Linked DNA regions of Mus musculus: region 1 is linked to region 2. The links are chromatin contacts, called in public HiChIP or PLAC-seq maps. All regions are on one chromosome and are shown on one strand. Each heading gives the region's core, a stretch centred on a gene start, on an enhancer-like site or on the middle of the called end of the contact. The rest is flanking DNA. Distances are from core to core; before and after follow the strand shown.

Region 1 (6,029 bases), core at 1,867-4,366, 510 kb after region 2:
TGACAGAGTGACACTGTAGGCTCCTAAAATAATAGAACGGTGGCAGGATTGTATAAGTACCAGTCTGATAGTGCCGTAGACGGGGCTGACTTTTAGACTGCATCTGGGAACAGGTCCACAGCTATCACAGATTCATGAAGACCATGGCAATTAGACATAACAGCAGGGAGTACTTCCTATGCAAACCTCAGATAGGCCCAAAATACCCAAGATCAAAAGGCAAGCCTGGGGCCTGGAGATGGCTGAGCTGTTGAGAGCACTTGTTACTGTTGTAGAGGGCACACAGTCAGGGTCTACATGGCAGCTAACCACTCTCTGGAACTCCAGAGGACTCAGTGCACTCTTTTGGCCTTAGCACTGCAAACACATAGTACATACATGCAAGCAAAACGCCCACAGACTGCCTCCTTGACTGCTAGGGCTTGACCCTGAAAAGCAGTGAGAAGGAACAGGACGGGAGGGATGGAGGCATGAAGTGTCAGTCAGTCTCTCAGTGGGATCTGGCTGGGAACTGGCGGTGGCAAGAGGAAGGAGTGTTGGGTGTGTATCAGAGGGTCACAAGGCAAGCTGCATAGGCAGGAACGTGAGAGAAAGGTTTAGAAGTGGAGGTAGGGAGATGATGGTAAGAGTGGGCAGGGTGTGATGTTCATATGTGAAACTGTCTTAGGTCAATAGTAACCAATGAGGTCTTTTAAAAACGAATCAACAAAAGCCAGAGGAAGTCTTAGATATGCTTATCAAGGAGTTTGAAGTCTTCAACCTGCAGGACAGAGGGAATGAACACAAGATTGCTAAGATATGACAGGGACTAAAGCCAAAGAACTGGTGTCCTCATGTTTTTAGTGCTTTTTACATGTTTTAAATATTTTGATTTTATGCAGGCATGCATGTCTGCACAAAGGTTTGTGCACATTTATGCCTGCAAAGACCAGAAGAGGGCAACGGAGGAGTTGAAGCTAGACCATTATAGGCAGTTCTAAGTCACCCAATGTGAGTGCTAGGAACCGAACTCAGGCTCTCTGGAATAGCAGCAAGCACTTTTAACTCCTTAAGTATCTCTCAAAAGTAGGAGGGAAAAAAAAAAACCAGTATAATGACCCTCATCTGGCAATCAGTCTTAACAGGTGCCAAGTTTGCTAATTTTGATTCTTCTGTGTAGCCTAAATACAGTGAGCTTTTCAAAGTAAATCCTAGATTCTAAAGTGTGAAAAATCCAAATGTACTACCACACCATGGTCTTACTGACCTACAAGTATATCACAGGTCTACGGTATACTTAATCAACATTTGAAAGCCTGGACTCTTGAACTATGTAGTCTATTCCAATCTGCTGCCTTTCCAAGTCTATCTCTATCGATCTCCCAATTGATGCTGATGATGGTCCTCAAATCATATTCTGAGCAGCAGAGATCTAGATGACTGGCCACAGGGCTAATATCACTATTTTCGTGGGGTTCCTAGGGGCAGGGCTAAAGGAAGAGCCATGGACTTGAAGTACCAGAGTCTGAGAGAAAGGGTTGATGAGGAAACTAATGGTCACTCTGTCTTTTTTCTCTCTATGAGATAGGTCTTGAAAGAGTGAATAGAGACAAAGGAGAAATATGAATGACAGACGATTAAAGAATTAATAAAACAGATATTACCTTTGGTGCCAGGTAGGTTATATGCAATAGCTATCTTCTTATGTTGAAATTCCTTTAACTTCACAATGTTATCTGTGAGTAGGTATCTTTTAGCTAAAAAGTAGAAAAAGAAAATAAAGTCATTTTGATTGCTCTCCCCCTCCCCCGCAGCAAATAAGAGCATGGTTGCCTCTAAAGGATCCATCCAGAGAGGTACAAATACTATATATCCCTGGTGAGAAGCAAACATCTCCAGTCAAGTATTGAATGCAAGTCTTACATTTGAAAGAGGTAGGGATTGATGGAGTGTGAAGACTGGTTGACAAGATGAGCTATGAAGAACAAATGGGCATTTGCTATCTAGTTGGGGGCTAGCAATGCAGACACCTACACACACACACACACACACTGCAGACACCTACACACACACACACACACACACACACACACACTTTTGCTTGGTTTATTTTGGGAGAAACATGAAATATTGGGAAAAGCTATATCATGACTTCCAGTTTTGAAACTTCGGCACTGAAGATAGCCTTTCAGATCTGGACTCAGTAACCCTAGATCAGAAATCACTGACCACAGATCAGCAAGTCTGGAATGTACCCTTCTGCATCGTTGGCTGTGCATGAGATAAAAACAGATGAACCGTGCACTGAGATCTGACACAGTAAGGTAGTAACAAAAATAGTTGTTTATGAAAAGGCAGTCCTGTGACGCTGTCAGATCTGGGTCTTTAGTTCAAATACAGCATCTGCCAGCTCCCTGTGACCTTGGGCGAGTGACAACCTTGTCTACTTCCTATTCTGTAAATGAAGAAGGGTACCTCTGTCACTGGATGCTATGTGTGTGTGTGCGCGCCCACATTATAATAATTTTATTATCAATAGCAGTCACGCCTTCAGAAAGGCGGTAAGGAATAATTTGGGGGATGAGGACGCCTGCCTCGAGTCTTTGAGAATGTAAGCAGCACAGCTTGGGTTCCCATCTCTTAAACTCCGCACCAAAACCTTGCAGAAAAGGACACCCGACGACTGAGGTATGTTCTCGAAGAGCAACTTGGACCTTTGCAAGTGCAGTCCCTAGCTGCCCTTTGCTTTCCAGGCACAGAGCAGAGGGGTTCACAGTCCGGAAGCAAACCGGGCTGCTCACGCGTGCAGCAAAAGGGAAAGGGCGCACGAGCCTCCTCCAAAAAGAGAGGCCGCGGTGGGCTCACGCTCCCTTCTCTTCCACCCTCCCTCCTTCCAGGCGTGCGGCCGCTCGTACCTCCGAGAGTGCAGCGGCAGCAGGCGGAGCCTGAGCCCGTCACCCCGGGATGCAGCGAAGGACGCGGCACCCGCAGGCGTTCCAGGGGCCGAAACACTGTAGCCATGTTGTTCCGGGCCGGGCTGCACCATCTGCGGGACCCGGGCAGGGGGGACCTCTGAGGTGGTAGGACCACTTCCGGCGGAGGCGGGCTCTGTGCCTGTCCCCCCACGCCCGCCTTCCACTTGGTGCGCTCCAAGATGGCGGCTCCCATGGTGCGGTGTGGGATGCTCCTGGCTCGGCGACTAGACGCGTCTCGCCTTTGCCTCGCAGGTTGGTGGCTGCTGCCTTGGAGCTGCAGCTCCATTTAGGCCTCCCAGCACGCTGTTTATTGAAGGAAGGGGGTGATGGGCTTCCAGGAAGCGCATAAGTGCGTCTGGGATCCGGTTGCTAGAGAAGCCGTTTAGGGTATTGGTAACCCAGAAAGGAAAAATAATCCCTCTTCTTTAAGGCTAGTACCCGCCATTCCAAACTTTTGAAAAGTAGGGGAAGGCTGTAGCATGAGGTTCTGCGTATGTCTTGCAAGTTTAATGTATTAAATTAGTAGACTTCTTGGTGATCATGAAAAACCCAAATATGTTCACTCCGTGGGCTAGAACAGTTTTCTTCCCCTGAGATTTCTTTGGAGGGTCATCAGGCAAAAGTTTTCCCTCACTGCCTTGTACTTGATGACCCGAACCCTTGGTCTTCATCTCCTGAAAGAATTTTTCAACACTAGCCTCACTTTACCTGGTGACCTTGGCCACAACTTCTGCCTGACATTTCTTTTTTTTTTTTTTTTTCCACCAGTAGGTAAACAAGCAGAGCGATTTGATGGCTTGAGTTGAATCACATAATCACTCAAAGCCTTTTTAGGGTACCTAATGGTGAAAATACGTTTTGAAGTTTTTGCAAAACCCGAGTTTGTAGTGCTTACAATCTCGTAATCCTTGAAGATGTGCCAGATAACAGAAGTAAAATGAACTAACCACACTTGGATGTTTGCAATGCTGCTTGTTTTCAATCAGACTCCCTTAACACCAGTCACAAAAAGAGAAGCAATGCTCACTTGCTCTCACTCCTGTAAGTGTACAGCCATTTAAAAACTCCACAGTTGTCCTCAAGAGTTTTCTAAAGATAAAGTGTTTGAACTACCTGGCAAGAACACTTCATATCACACATTTGACAAATTGATACGAACAATATTTGGCACTAAGAGTGCTTTGTAGAGCTATTTGGCATATTTAATTGTGATTGGTAGTAAATTCTTTGAAGTTTCATAAGACCCACACTAGTAGATACAGGAGAGTAAGTTGGTTGCTTATAATGGCTGGGGCAACTATTGTAACAAAGGAATGGAAACTACACAGAGCAACTTGAGAGAACCTTTACTTTGGCAGTTTATACTCTGAAGCTATCCCAACTTGGTAGTTGCTAGTACTTGTAGCTATTTAAATTTAAGTTGAAGATAAATAAGATTAAAAACTAAGTTTCTTCACGGCAGTTAGTGTTTTATGTGGTCAGTACATCCATGTAGCTGATGTCTTTTGTCTTGGACAATTTAAAATGTAACATTTTTATTTCTACAGAAGTTTTTTGGACACTGCATTAGACCACAGATGGAGGCTATAGGAAGGCAATATAAGTACATCAGTGTATAAATACCCTAATTCAAGTACTCAGCTTGTACAAATTCATGACAGATGAGTCAGTATATGCAACACTTTAAGACTTCTACATAGTCTACTTAAAATAGGATGAAAGAATACAGCCCAAATGATCAAAAAGATAGAAGAAAAATGAACTGAGATAGAGCAACAACAGGTATGTGAAAAGGACAGGGGAAGGAAACTTACTGGGTACCATAATTCGTAGACAGGCATTAGTGAGCCTTAACCACCCTGCTGATAGGTGGTATCCCTCATTTTGTGTATGATGAAAAAGATACAGAGGTGTATGATCTGCCCAATCTTCATAGCATTTATTATTGGCACCACAAGGGCTAAAAGTTAAATTGTGCTGCTAAAGCTTGTCTATTTTCACAATCACATTATTTTCTTATTTTAAAAACAAAACAAACAAACAAAATGCTTGGAGACATTTTGAATGGCACGTGCAGAGGGGGACTGGCAAGGCCCAGACCTAAGCCTGTGAGTCTGAAGACTCTTACTCATTCAGATGTGTTTTGAGCACTTTGAATGTTGTTACTGGGTTACTTGTCGGATAAGTAGAATCTCTCTGCAATCTGGGCCTACAGAGAAACTATCTGCATTTTAATGAGACTCATATGCATAAAAAGTTTGAGAGTCTGATCTAGATCTTCCACTTTGTGTCCATCTCCTTTCATCTTTTGCCCCTGGCTGTAGAAATTCTTTGGTTGTGACGTTATTAGAACCTCAGCTTGTATGCAGTGATGGAGAAACCTTTGCTCTTTATGACTTTATGACACGCACAAAGCATCATAGAAAGATGTGTGTGTGTGTGTGTGTGTGCGTGTGTGAATGCATGCTTGCATCGTGCTTTTATGAATGCATGTATGTAGAGGCTAGAAATCAAAGTTAGGTGTCATCCGCAGTCACTCTTCACTGACATAAAACTCAGGTTGTAATCCTTGTGTGATCTGTTATGATCTCTGGGTAGCTGCCTTTTATTTTAGAGTTCCTTCTCTTCACATGCAGTACAACTCACTCACTGAAGTACACAGTTGTGTGACTTTCAGCATTGTGCAAGCATCTTTCCAACCAACTCAGGATGTTTTTATCACACTCTATATCTCTTGTTGCTAGTCACTCTTACTCCCTCAGCCCCCGTCCCCAGTTCTAGGTGACATGTGACCTGCTTCCTTTCTTTAGATTCCCCTATTCTAATGCTTCTTTTAAGTGGGACATAATTTGAGGCTGGTATCTTTCACTTACCATAATGTTTTCAGGATTCTTTTTTTTTTAAAGGTTTATTTATCTATGTATGTGAGTACACTGTAGCTGTCTTCAGACACACCAGAAGAGGGCATCAGATTCCATTACAGATGGTTGTGAGCCACTATGTGGTTGCTGGGAATTGAACTCAGGGCCTTCGGAAGAGCAGTCAGTGCTCTTAACTACTGAGTCATCTCTCCAG
Region 2 (5,620 bases), core at 1,219-3,718:
TCTTTGTATTTTTTTTTTTTAAACCTTTAATACAATTTGCTTGTTGTCAATTGTGTAAAATTATTGCATAGTGCTTTATTTTCTTGATTTTTAGGATTATTCTTCTATTCTAAATAGTAAGTATATGCGACATCTGAACACTCCAGCCTAGGACAGTGACTCAGTGGTTAAGGACACACACACTGCTCTTGAGAAGAGTTAGGGTCCTAGTGCCCCAGTCTGGCAGCTCACACCATGTGTAACTCCAGTTCTAAGGGATCTGGACGCTGCAGGTGCTGTGTCTTCTGCAGGTATCTCTCTCCGTGTTATCTCCCACACGGAGACTTAGAAACATAACTAAGAAAAAACAAATCATTAAATTTCCCGGATTGTGGGGCTGGAGAGATGGCTCAGCAGTTAAGGGCACTGACTGCTCTTCCAAAGGTCCTGAGTTCAATTCCCAGCAACCACATGATGGCTTACAACCATCTGTAATGAGATCCGATGCCCTCTTCTGGTGTGTCTGAAGACAGCCACAGTGTACTCATATAAATAAAATAAATCTTTAAAAAAAAGAAATTTCCTGGATTGTTTTCACTCATCTTTTGTTTGTTTGTTTGTTTGTTTTGTTTTGTTTTTTTTCGAGACAGGGTTTCTCTGTGTAGCCCTGGCTGTCCTGGAACTCACTCTGTAGACCAGGCTGACCTCGAACTCAGAAATCCGCCTGCCTCTACCTCCCAAGTGCTGGGATTAAAGGTGTGAGCCACCACTGCCCTGCTTTTTAAATTTTTTTTCCTATTTTTTGTTTTAAAGATTTATTTTTTTTATGTATATGAGTACACTGTTGCTATCTTTAGACACACCAGAAAGGGCATTGGATCCTGATATAGATGGTTGTGAGCCACCATGTGGTTGCTGGAATTTGAACTCAGGACCTCTGGAAGAGCAGTCAGTGCTCTTAACCTACCTCTGAGCCATCTCTCCAGCCCCTCTACCTATCTTTTAAACCTTCCTAAAAGATTATCCATTTTTAAAAGAAAGTTTGAAAAATTTATGTGTTTTGCCTGTATGTGTGTGTCTCTCTCTCTGTGTGTGAGAAAGACTTATGTGCCTAGCCTCATTGGGATCAGAAAAGGGCATCAGATCTCCTGGTACTGGTGTTACAAATAATTATGAGTCACCATGTGGTTGCCAGGAACCAAACATAGATCCTTTGCAAAAACAAGTGCCCTTAACCACTGAGCCACCTCTTCAGTCTCTGATTTGTTTTCTTAAAAGTTAAACATATTCTACGCCCCAGTGTAGGGGAATGCCAGGGCCAGGAAACTGGAGTGGGTGGGTTGGTAAGCAGGGGGAGGGGGGCTTCAGAGGGAGACCAGGTAAGGGGATAACATTTGAAATGTAAATAAAGAAAATATCTAATAAAAACGAGTCAAATATAGTTATTAAAACCTATGTTGTTAAAGATGTTCCACATGCATTTTATTCAATGGCGCTGTATAAGCTAAGGTAGACTTATCATTGTATGCCCCCAAACGTGGTACTGAGATGCCAGACATTCGTTCATCTATGACAGATAGGCTGAGAAAGACGTCTCCTCTCCACATTGAGAGCATCAAGGACTCCAGCGATTTCCTCTGCCCTTAGAAGAGAGGAAGTATGGACGTCTGTTTCTGCTAAGGAGACCTTCGTCAATGATGAAGTCTGCCCCTCTGATCAGCTGATGTCTTTATTTCTGGAATGTTCTTCTGAACTCTACATTAAATATTATTTTAAATTAATGAGTGAATATGGTAATTATTCTATACCTGCTGACGTTGAAAGATACCATTCATGAACTTATCTACATGATTCCTCTTCCCAAACTTTTAAATCTGTGCAAACCAAGTGAAAAGTTAATTCGTAACAATAATCCATGACAACTTGTCTGGCTCCCTTTTATTCCTGCTGCAGAGTGAAACTGGTTAGGATGACATTGACTTGGTCAGAACTAGTGTTTTCACTCCTCAAAACACACGTGAAAAATATATTTAAAATATATATATAATATATATCATATTTCTATGATTTTTTTGAAAAAAATTTAAAAGGTGATTTTTTTTGTTTGTTTGTTGTTTGTTTTTTGAGACAGGGTTTCTCTGTATAGCCCTGGCTGTCCTGGAACTCACTTTGTAGACCAGGCTGGCCTCAAACTCAGAAATCCACCTGCCTCTGCCTCCCGAGTGCTGGGGTTAAAGGCGTGCACCACCATGCCAGCTTTAAAAGGTGAATTCTTATTTGATTTCTGGAGTTCTGTAAGAGAGAGGAGGGTTGGATTCCATTCAGCAGAAATTCTCCTCTTAACAGCATTTCTTCATGTGGATCATCTCCGCTGGATTGACATCTCTGCAGCCATCTGAGGTTAACACCAAAAGGGTGTCACAGGACAGACTTCCTCTTCTCTTTCTTCAACAGCTTGCTGCTTCCTGGAAAATCAGTGAATTTGCACCACTTCTTACTCAAATCGGCCCCCTCAGCTTTTTGCTCAGTTCCCACTAACACCTCAGACCACTAGGCCAAGAATGGGACTACTTCCTGTTTGTCTGAGACAGGGCCTTTCTAGGTTATCCTGGTTGTTCTAAAACTCCCTATGTAGATCAGGCTAGCCTTGAATCTGCCTGCTTCTGCTTCCAGGGCATTGGATTAAAGTCCTATGCCCCCGTGCTGGGCTAGGACTGCTAATTCTTCATCTCTGCTCTGCTCTGCTCCGGAGTCATGAGCGCTGCCGGCTTCTCAGTCCCACAGCTGAGTGTAGGTCTCTTCCGGTGGCTGTGAGGCCTCCCTCCTCCTTACGTCTTTTAGTTTGGGAGGTGTGGAGCTGGCAACATGGTTTCTCATTCTTGTTACTTTTAGTTTCTAAAAGGAGAGGCAGGAGACATCTAGCCTTTCCTTGTCATGTTAATAATACTTGGATAGCTTGGCTTTCATTTCTTCCATTGATATTCATTTTGCTTTTTTAAAAATACTTTTAGTTAAGGTGCAAATGAAGGGGTTACATTATTACATTTTCATTATAATATCAGTATAAGTTGTCCACTTTTGCCCCTCCCCCCAGTCCCCAGAATCCCTGCCACTCCTGCCGGTGCCCTTCCTCCTGGCCAGGTGTTCCCCATCTGCTTTCCTGTCATTTGCATATATTTGTCTAACTTCTGCACATAAGAAAACACGCACTATTTGTCTTCCTCTCCCTTCCCCTTTCTTCCTCCCAATAGGCCCTCATATACTTTCATGTCATATAAACATGCATACATATACATGCTGGTGTTTAAATGGAGATTTCCTCATGAAAAAACATGTTTATGTGAGTCACTTAACTTCATGGTCTCCATTTCCCCCTGGATTACATAATTTTACTTTTTCTTTATGGCTAAATAAAACTCCACGGACATTTTCTTTATCCATCGATGATGGCTGATGGACATCAGCCCAGGTCCTATACTTTTGTCTGTTGTGAACAGGACTGCAGGAACATAGATGTGCAAGTGTCTCTGGTTCTGAGGATACTAGCTATACTTAAATGTGAAGTTCGTATCTGTGCCCAATAACCTTTGTTATGTCAGGGTAGCCCTGCTCTGCTCCTAAATTTGATGCTATTTTTCAAGCCCATTTTCCCCCTGAATGGTGATTCCTTTTTTGTTTTTTGTTTTTTGTTTTTTTTGTTGTTGTTGTTGTTTTTCTAGACACAGTTTCTGTGTAGTCCTGGCTGTCCTGGAACTCACTCTGTAGACCAGGCTGGCCTTGAACTCAGAAATCCGCCTGCCTCTGCCTCCTGAGTGCTGGGATTAAAGGTGTGCGCCACCACTGCTCGGCTGAAAGGTGATTCCTTACTTCCTGTTCCTATCTGTAGTTTGGGAGATCCTCACTTCAAAAGGACAGTTTACCTGGTAGCGAATACAGGTTTTGGTTGGGGTAGGAACAGGCTATAGGTGACCTGACCTCTAGGGCTGGTCTCCCTGACTCTCCAGGGCATTGTCCATTCTCCAATCTTAGCTGGCCCTGGAGCTATGCTGTTTGGCGGATGTTTAACAGCCAGTTTGGAGGTTAGAGTTTATGCATTTCCTAATTTTCTTGCAAAGCAAACTCTTCCCACATGAGCCATACAGTCACTGAATGGCATGGGTGGGGAAGAAAGAGCCTGGCTTCTTTCAGGTATGACAAGGATGGGCAAGAGACTGGCCTCACTTCTGCTCCTGGTCAGATCTGCAGTAGTAACTAATTTTCTGTGCCCGATAGGGGAGCTGCAGCCCCAGGAGCTGGTGCATCCTACAGGACTAGCCCAGGGGTGTAGTGCTTCAGCTAGTTCCTAGAATAGCCTCTGCCAGTTCCTGGTTTAAGCTCCACTCTGCTAGTATTTTCTACCAATTCTCATGTTTGTATTTTCCCAAATTTGTCTTGTTTGTTCCCTGCAAGTGCCCTTTCTGGGTATTCTGTGTTGTTGATGATATGTGTGTGTCTTTGTGAGTCCAATGAGATTCAGAGAAGGAAAGACAAAAGGGAGTCAGTCCTTCCAGCTCGTGCCTGATTTCTTCAGAAGCCACTTACTTGCCCTTCTGTCTCGGAGGTCACTCCTCTCCCATGACCAGTGGCTTTCCTTCAAGCCCATCCTGAAAGATGGTTTAACTGAGAAGGGCCACTGAAGGGCTGCTGGGAGGTTTCTGAGGAAATTCTGATAGCTCAACTGAGGTTACTGAATGCTGTACCTGAGTTTCCACTGGGGACTACTCTGGTTTAGGGTGGTCATGTACACTGGCCCGAGCACCACAGCCCACAGGTGCCTGGGCTAGGGAACAGATAGGGTTCTAGGGAACAAATGTCTGTTTAAGGGTCTAAAGGAGCGTGCTCTCACAGGTCAGACGAAGAGACTCCTCAGCTCATTTAGAAGGCCCTTGGAAAGCTGGGCTACAAAGTGAGTTCCAGGACAGCCAAGGCTATACAGAAAAACCCTGGGGGGGGGGGGGGTCCTTGGAGGTGGGCAGCCCCAGATCGCCATATATGATCTTGATGTTATTTGACTCTAACACCCCGGAAACCCTCCCTTGCCAGAGCAAATTAGGCCAGGAATGGTGGCACATAATAATCACAGAATGCAGGAAGCAGAATTTAGGCAAGTCACTTTGAGTCTGAGGCCAGTGAGACAGGGCTAAGGCTACACAGATCCTGTTGAACCTCCCCACCCCCCCAAGATTCGGGCAGTGGGGGCGCACGCCTTTAATTCCAGCACTTGGGAGGCAGAGGCAGGCGGATTTCTGAGTTCGAGGCCAGCCTGGTCTACAGAGTGAGTTCCAGGCCAGCCAGAGCTACACAGAGAAACCTGTCTAGAAAAACAACAAAACCAAAAAACCACAAAGCCTTGTTATTAAAGTTTTTTCGCTGGTCGTGGTGACGCACGCCTTTAACCCCAGCACTCGGGAGGCAGAGGCAGGCGGATTTCTGAGTTCGAGGCCAGCCTGGTCTACAACGTGAGCTCCAGGACAGCCAGAGCTATACAGAGAAACCCTGTCTCTAAGTTTTCTCTCCCTTTTATGCTAATTTATACAAAATAAATTACAATTTTCTAATCTCGAGGATACAAAATATAAAGTGTGGCTGATACCATTTTATT

What was found. HiChIP or PLAC-seq counts read pairs in DNA pulled down with a chosen protein or histone mark.
Region 1: an H3K4me3 HiChIP or PLAC-seq map of embryonic stem cells shows a contact between it and region 2, with 4 times the contacts expected there. The contact joins the promoter of Mrps27 here to the enhancer-like site in region 2. A contact is called at or near these places in 20 of 39 promoter capture datasets (the 3T3-L1 cell line, 3T3-L1-derived adipocytes, the C10 cell line and 14 more), 1 of 484 Hi-C or Micro-C datasets (nephron progenitors), 15 of 115 datasets of contacts at active chromatin or transcription factors (T-cell acute lymphoblastic leukemia, bone marrow-derived macrophages, embryonic forebrain and 8 more) and 1 of 9 other capture datasets (adipose tissue).

The regions. Positions count from the first base shown.
Region 1 is chr13:99,341,670-99,347,698 of GRCm38.p6, forward strand. It overlaps Mrps27 (mitochondrial ribosomal protein S27), which reads left to right and starts at 3,117. Exons shown (of 11, transcript NM_173757.3): 1 at 3,117-3,206. The coding sequence starts at 3,134. It overlaps Ptcd2 (pentatricopeptide repeat domain 2), which reads right to left and starts at 3,009. Exons shown (of 10, transcript NM_026873.2): 1 at 2,895-3,009; 2 at 1,644-1,736. The coding sequence starts at 3,000.
Region 2 is chr13:98,830,138-98,835,757 of GRCm38.p6, forward strand. Gm34995 (a long non-coding RNA gene) reads left to right here. Exons shown (of 3, transcript XR_382806.4): 3 at 1,560-1,748. Among named protein-coding and RNA genes, the nearest start is that of Gm34995, 17 kb to the left of the region's middle. Within about 2 kb of position 2,469, at least 81 of the 459 cell types and tissues checked have an H3K27ac peak or open chromatin away from gene starts, as enhancers often do. A contact at or near this core is called in the HPC-7 cell line, bone marrow-derived macrophages, embryonic stem cells and 2 more, where this site is marked.